Linked DNA regions of Zea mays: region 1 is linked to region 2. The links are chromatin contacts, called in public Hi-C maps. All regions are on one chromosome and are shown on one strand. The core of a region is the stretch at or near the end of the contact, and the rest is flanking DNA. Distances in the headings are between cores, read along the strand shown. Region 1 holds the start of LOC100281384. Region 2 holds the start of LOC100274229.

The links. A called contact is a pair of places that touch in the nucleus more often than the background predicts.
Region 1: a Hi-C map of leaf shows a contact between it and region 2, with 4 times the contacts expected there. The contact joins the promoter of LOC100281384 here to the promoter of LOC100274229 in region 2. A contact is called at or near these places in 2 of 25 Hi-C or Micro-C datasets (ear and leaf).

What each region holds. Positions count from the first base shown.
Region 1 is chr1:41,269,544-41,273,346 of Zm-B73-REFERENCE-NAM-5.0, reverse strand. LOC100281384 reads right to left here and starts at 2,135. Exons shown (of 3, transcript NM_001154302.2): 1 at 1,921-2,135; 2 at 1-1,835. The coding sequence starts at 1,602. The coding sequence ends at 1.
Region 2 is chr1:41,032,830-41,036,232 of Zm-B73-REFERENCE-NAM-5.0, reverse strand. LOC100274229 reads left to right here and starts at 1,954. Exons shown (of 9, transcript NM_001148600.1): 1 at 1,954-2,217; 2 at 2,309-2,370; 3 at 2,493-2,583; 4 at 2,688-2,771; 5 at 2,873-2,926; 6 at 3,027-3,211; 7 at 3,310-3,392. The coding sequence starts at 2,164.

The sequences.
Region 1 (3,803 bases), core at 886-3,385, 240 kb before region 2:
TCATTGGCACCAGGACGAGGGTGGCCTCATGGACACATGCACTTCGTGTTCTTCAGGGCCAACGCGGAACTTCGGGACAATAATCTCCAGCCCTGTCCCTGTTTCATCGCAGTACGCTTCCAGAGTGGCGTCTTCAGGGATTCGGGTAGGGAGTGGGATCTCCCGGACAAACTCTCCCGGCGGGCAATGCTCAGGAGCAGGATCCGCCAACCTGAAAGTCCGATCATGCCTTTTCAGGAGTGGCATCCGACCAACGCTAGTGCATGATACCTTAACGATCCCATTTGTAAGAGTGTTCTTCCATGAAACCTTCACCTTCTGAAAATCAGCGAAAGGCAGGCTAACGATGATCAAGTAGCCCTTGCTGTCCTCGTATATTGTTTTTGCAGCGGTTACTGGTCCAGAAGCATGGCGCATCACACCTGAGAAGTCATTCATCCATGATGGCTCGAAGGTGTGGATCACATCCATGTCTTGGGCCTTGTCCGAATTCGAATTGCTGCAGTCCTCTTCCATTGCGGTCGGTGAGGAATCCTTCCTGCGCTTGTTACAGGTGGCTGTGATCTCCATGCCATCCCCAGAACTGTGATTGGATGGTTGCGTCGAGAGGTTAAGGCCAGAACCGTTCAGCAACTTCTTGTGGTGTCCATGTGAACTGCTCTTTGCAGGAGCCGCGGTTGCTGGCCTCTCGAGCTCAAAGTCTGTGCTCGGCAGATTCCTCCAGGACTCAAAATCACTCGCCTCAGTTGGGACCGAGAAATTGGCGTCCCTCCCAGTGAGCTGCATCCACCTCTTTAAATCAGCCTCAGGTACACCCGCCAAATTTGGCGCCCTCACGATTTCGATCCCATGAAGACACTGTGGGTTAGAGAGGCCACGGTAGTGCTTGCGCTGCATCCGGTGTGAGCGCACAAACCCTTTGTCTGCGCTGAATGGGAACTGTGGCTCCCCAAGGCGTGAGTGCCCATTCATGAAGCTCCTCAGCTGCATCTTCCCCAGGGCATTCTCCGGACGCTCCTTAAACACCCACATGTAGATGTTCTCCATGTCGTGCTGCACCAGGAAAGCGTCCAGTGTGGCGCTATTGCCGTTCCCGCCGGTGGTGGTGGCTGCCTTCGCTTTGCCAGCCTTGTCCGCAGACATGACTGGCTTGAAGTAGTGGGTGAAGAAGAACCACGCTCCCCAGATGCTAACATTCCTCTTGACACACTTGCGCGCAGCACTGGAACCGGAGCCCTTGGTGTGGGACACGGCGACCATGGTGGTCGCTGCTGCTGCCGGGGCCGAGACTGGCCCAGCGGCAGCGGGCGAATCCGAGTCGTAGTGCTGCGAGCCGCCGAGGCCGACATCTAGCATGTCAACGTTGGCGTCGAGCGACGCCAGAGGTGGCGGAGACGGGTCGGCGGCTAGGGGAAGGTTGATGTCAGGGGGGGCGACCGCCGCGGCATGTAGGCAGCGGCGGAAGGGCCCCTGTGGCTGGAGGAAGAGGTCGAAGTCGTCGTGGGAGGCGGTGTCCATGGAGAGGAAGGTGGAGGGGCCCTGGTGCGGGTGGTGGGCTGTGGCGGTGTCCATGGAGAGCGCGGTGAGCAGCGACTCGCCCATGGCGGCGGCGGCGGCGGCGGCCGTCGTCCTCCTGGCGGCTCGCTCCTCGTCCGCCTGCTGCTCCCCTTCCGTCGCTGCGCTGTCCAAATCGTCGGCGCTTCCTCCTCCACCGCCTCCGCACGGCGCGCTCCTCTCCTCCGAATCTCTCCACGAGCATCAGTTAGCGACCAGGCTTCACACCTCCCTCGCGTCCATCCGCCGGCCGAGAGGGAAATGGGGCTGGTGTTTTTTACCTTTCAAATCAGGCGGAAAACCGGATCAATACCCCCATCCAGGACCCAAATCTAAGATCCAACCGAACTAGGAGCACGTACCTACGCAGGTCCAAGAAACCCGGTGCCCTCAAATCGACGAACCGCCTCCACCATCCAGCCGAACGACGGTCCAACGATCCCTCCCTTCCCCTCCTCCTGCTGCTGCGGTGCTTTGCAATCAAATCAAATGAAATAAAAAAAATAAACGTAGTCGAATCGGCGGGCGGGGGCTCGTCGCGGTCGATGGATGAGCACAGCGGGGTGGGGGGAGGTGGAAAGGGGGAAGACGGTAACGGAGGCGAGGAGAGTTAAAGAGGAGGCGCCGGTGGGGGGGCGCAGCCAGCCCGGTGAGCCGCGGCCTCCCCCAGAAGGAGCCTGGACGCGGGGTGGGGTGGGGTGGGGGGGCCGTTACTTGACGGTGACGGCTGGAGCAACTCGCATCGGCGAGGGGGAACGGACGGGGACGGCCCGGGCCAGACGGCCAGTGCTGGACTGCTGGTAAAGCAAGCGGTGCGGGTGGCGTTGGGCTGCAGAATGCAGATGCAGACTTGAAGGCCGCCGGGTGGGGTGGTGCGGCCGGCGTGGGTGGATGGGCTCGCCCCCCAAGTCTCGCTCGCGCATCCCTGCTTGATCTGATGATCTCCTTGTTTTTTGCTTTTTTTAATCGGTGTACCACTGCCACCCATCCTTCTCTTGCTCGCTGGATTTTTTTCTCCTTCTCGGCGGTGAGGTGTTTCCCTAGGTCGTGGGATAACTACTGCTGTACTAGAATTATTTAAAATAAAATATTGCAGATGCAGGACACGTTGCGTGGTTGGTACGGAGTGACGACTTTTTTTACTGCGAAATCACGTCGACGACTTATGTGGATTAGGCTACCCGCACTTAATACTCTAACTGCCTTGTATAAGAGTGCTTCGGCTGCATCAACTGCGCCAAGCTCACTATAGACATCAAAGTCAAGGCCTCGATGGGCATGGTGAGGCAAGAAATTACTGTTGGCGCCGATCTAGACGCCAAACGCTAGAACGGATCGTCTGATAGTGCTCTCTATGAAGGCATGAACGGTCTGCGATCTGGTGCAGAATCAGCTCCTCATCTGCGTATGTCCGGATGGTCCACACCTAGGGCTCAATGGCGCACATGGTCTTTTTCACAACAGATCTAGATCTTACCTCTCGGGAGGGACTCCATCGGGAGGAGAGATCCTAGAGTGTGTTTTAGTGTCAGCATGCCATCTAAGATGCCTCTAGTCGACGTAGAGCCGAAGAGAGACAGAGATTTGAGGTAGAGGGGGCTAAACTAGAGCTACTCCTAATGCATAAGGTAAAAACGATAGGTAGATTTGATTTGATCGAAGTTGGGGGTTCAATCGACCGTAGCCCTTCATCTATATAAATGTGAGGTCTAGACCCGTTACAAGTCGGTTTCCGAGTTAATCCCGCAGATTTAGCAAACAAATCTCGCAAGAAACTCGTAACCCTAACTGATTATACGCACGCACGGACCGTCTGCCCCACCACCGGAAAAGTGGGACATATGCCCTCTGCCTTTTGGTGAAGGTTGACGAACCAAAAGCATATGTACTACCAACAATCTTCGGAAAACACTAGATCTCACAAGTCATCTTGTTCCGAAGTAAGAACTAAGTCCGATGCAAGTCACCAGCTTTTTAATCCAATAGACCAATAGGGTGATCATTCAATGGAGCTCCAAAGCATAAAGGCCGTTTTAGATTGCATCTTTCTTGACCATGACCATATGATCAATGGATCAAAAGGTATATAATGGAGGTGCCCCGGTCTGAATAGACAAAGGGATTATACATGTACCATGGATTCATCGTCGTATCATTTCATATTTGAACAGGACAATATATCGATGATGAGTAGGCGGGTGGAAAGCATCCTGACATCACAGGATGAATAGGCGATGCTTGTTGTATCG
Region 2 (3,403 bases), core at 705-3,204:
CGAAAAATATAGTATCTCATGGGTTAATTTATGATATTAGCACTTGCTACGGCCTATAGGGTTTATATAGGTTCACAACTTCTTATTGTCCACTAGGCTTCTCCAGCTGCATTGTTTTGTAAGGGACATAAACTAGCTAATTGCTGTCACTTAATTACTCCTCCATTTTCCCTGTTGATTAAACTGGTATATAGGTTCATGGATTTACTTAGGCTTATTCTGACGTGTCTTTATGATTTATACAGGCTTACACAGATCTGTTTTGATAAGAGCCGAGCAGCGATTCTTCAATTTCGGACCACGACCTAGCTAAAGGCTAATGGTTCCAAATGTCTGAAGTACCGAAGATAGGGCTAGCTCCTTGTTTTTTGTCATGTCAAATAAATCGTGTATGATTGCAACAATATTGGCAAAATATCGTTGTGCTTTATATTTTGATATACTGTGAACAAAACAAGTGCCCTATGAGACCATCATGATTTATGCATTTTCAAACTAAATTTTACGACACTTCTTGTTGTATTTTATGCTTCCATTAAAAACAGTCTTACTGCGTTTTACGCCAAATTTATGACACTTTTTGATGTGTTTTACAGCAATCTCTTTGCGAAATGAGATTGTGCGCGTGTTTTATACTAAATTTCGTACTCATCTACGTTGTTTTAGCTCACGTTTTACGCTGAAATCATTCGAGCCAGAACCCGCGCACGGTCGGCTGCACGCGATTTTCACGCCGTAATTTTTGGCTCCGTTTGCTGTTACAAAACAGATATAGGATTTACGCTAAATTTCGTACTCATTTACGTTATTTTAGCTCACGTTTTACGCTGGAATCGGCCCGAGCCAGGACCCCGCTCACGATCGACTGCTTAATTTTAGGCCCCATTTGTTGTTACAAAACAGATATAGGATTTACGCTAAATTTCATACTCATTTACGCTGTTTTAGCCCACGGTTTACGCTGGAATCCGCCCGAGCCAGAACCAGAACCACATACTGCATGATTTATACTGTCAAGTACATGTCATTATGTAGTCGTAAACGCTGTCCACAGTGTCATATTCGTTCCACGTGATTCGGGCTTCAAAAGATTCCTTTATGTATGTTTTACGCATCTTTATTCATATATATATGCATTCGTATATTGCGTTACGCTTATCGTCCTAGAATCTTGGCTGTTGACTGCATGGCTGACGCAAGCACGCGGGTGCTGAGTCGACCGCGTCCTGACTGGGGCTTCCATTAGTAGGGGAAGCCCAGGGCTTCCATTACCTCTTCCATATATATATATATATATATATATATATATATATATATATATATATATATATATATATATATATATATATATATATATACCTGAGCGGACGCCTCCACTTAAATTTTAAGTTGAGATCGCCCTTACTGTTGGACACAGACTAAAGAGTCGTTCACGAACTGACGACCACGCATCGCACCGAGAGTCTAAGACAACCAAGTCACAAATAGAGGTGTAAATGGTTAGAATATTATTCGTTCGTATTTGAATTCGATTCGTCTAGAAGAGCTTAGATCCAATACGTATCCGAGTATGTGTACTTAGTATCTGATCCATATCCGATCTTTATCAGTATTCATATTCTCAAAGTTAAATAAGATATTGATATGCATTGAAATTTTATCCGATATAATTTAATAATATCTATATTCAATCTAAATTTAAAGAGAAAATAGGGAAAGCATATGGAACAAGTAATGCTCGTGTCCCATCCGATTACACCCTAGTCACGAGCGGTTCGCGGTCGGACGGGGTGCAAGTGTGCAACTTATGCACCAACAGGCAACTGGGCCCTTGCGTCCAAGCAGCAGGGAGGTCTAGCACCCCATTGGCCCATCGGCCCATTGGCCGTCTACTCATCCTGCCGCACTGCCCCATTGTGTCTGCGACTGCGAGTGCGCATCCTTCGTCCTTCCCCTTCCCAGCCGCCCTCTCCCCCCCTCTCCCGGTCGCCTCTAACGTCGCTGGTGACTCACGAAGACCTCCATCGACGGCGGTGAAACTGGGGCCGACTTCTGGAGGGTTTGACTTGTTGGATACAGCGCTGGCTCTTCCAATCGCCGGGTGCTCTCTGCCACTCTGTCTTGCGGAGCCCTCACCGCGGAAACCAGTTGGTGCGCGTGGCCATGGCGGTGGCGAAGGTCAAATCGGTCGCCCTCTCCGTCAGTCACAAGTGCCGGGTACTGCTCGCGAGCAATATCAGCGACCGTTTCGCACCTCACTTAGCTACTGCTGTTCTTTCTCTTACTTCCCTCGCCCCTGGTTTCGCAGAACATCTTGGCCGCCGGTTGGGAAGCCCACCTCAACACTGTCAAGGCTGACAACAAGGGAAGGTGCGTACGCTCGTATCTTATCATTTCATCTGTGTATTTGTGCGCATAAGGTCTCAACGGTAAGAGCTGTTTGTCCTGATTGTTTTTTTTTTTGTTGGGGGTGCTATACTGCTATTGGGCAGCAAGAATGAGATTTACACGTCGAGGGTGCACTACATGATCCATAAGGGCACGCCCTACTTGATTGTCCCCGAGAACGACATGCACAACATTGTAAAACTCTTAATTCTTCATTTACTTATGGTGTTCGGTAAATAGTAGTTGCTGTTCAAACTGCATTAAAATTTGTTGCTTGTGTGGAATCTTGTGTTTGATAGAACATTATAATCGATGAGCGGGGGTCTCTTGCAGTATTCAGTCCGATCCGTGGCCGAGTTGCGAGCTTATTGAAGCCATCGAAGGTCCTTCTCTATGAATTTCAACTTGATGCCTTTGAATTTGTTGCTCGTTTGCTTTTCTCGCATCGCTTGTACAAGCACTTTAGTCTTGTTGTTGAATACAGACACCTCCTCGTGTTGCTATGACTGGTGATGTTCTGCGCCTGAAAGACTCAAAGGTAAACTTGTTCTGCAGTCACCCTGCATGCATAAACATGCTCCATTGCTTACTATTGGTAGTAAGGTGATGCCGACTAATCTTTATGTACTGTGCTTAAGGTTCCAATTATTGCCGATAGCCTGAAGCAAACTATTCTGAAGGAACATGAAGCTGCTAGTAAAGCTAGTTATGGAGTGTCAGCAATACTGTCTTCGGCAGGTGCTACCTGCAGGTCCCGGAGTGAGGGCCTCCTTAGTCTACTCAGTGAGGAGAGCTCTTACAACATCTTAAAATTTGACATAGGGTCTGTAACATGGCTTGTTTATTTTTCTGATATTAGGTATCTTTCTTATTATTACTTTATTCAGCACAGCTGAATTTTCATCAATGTTATTCTTTCAGTTCCTGTGTCTACATAGACTTCAATGGGAGCAGCCATAATATTGAATTGGACAGCTTTGAAGCACCAAAAGCAGATCTGCTAAGTAAGCCTTTT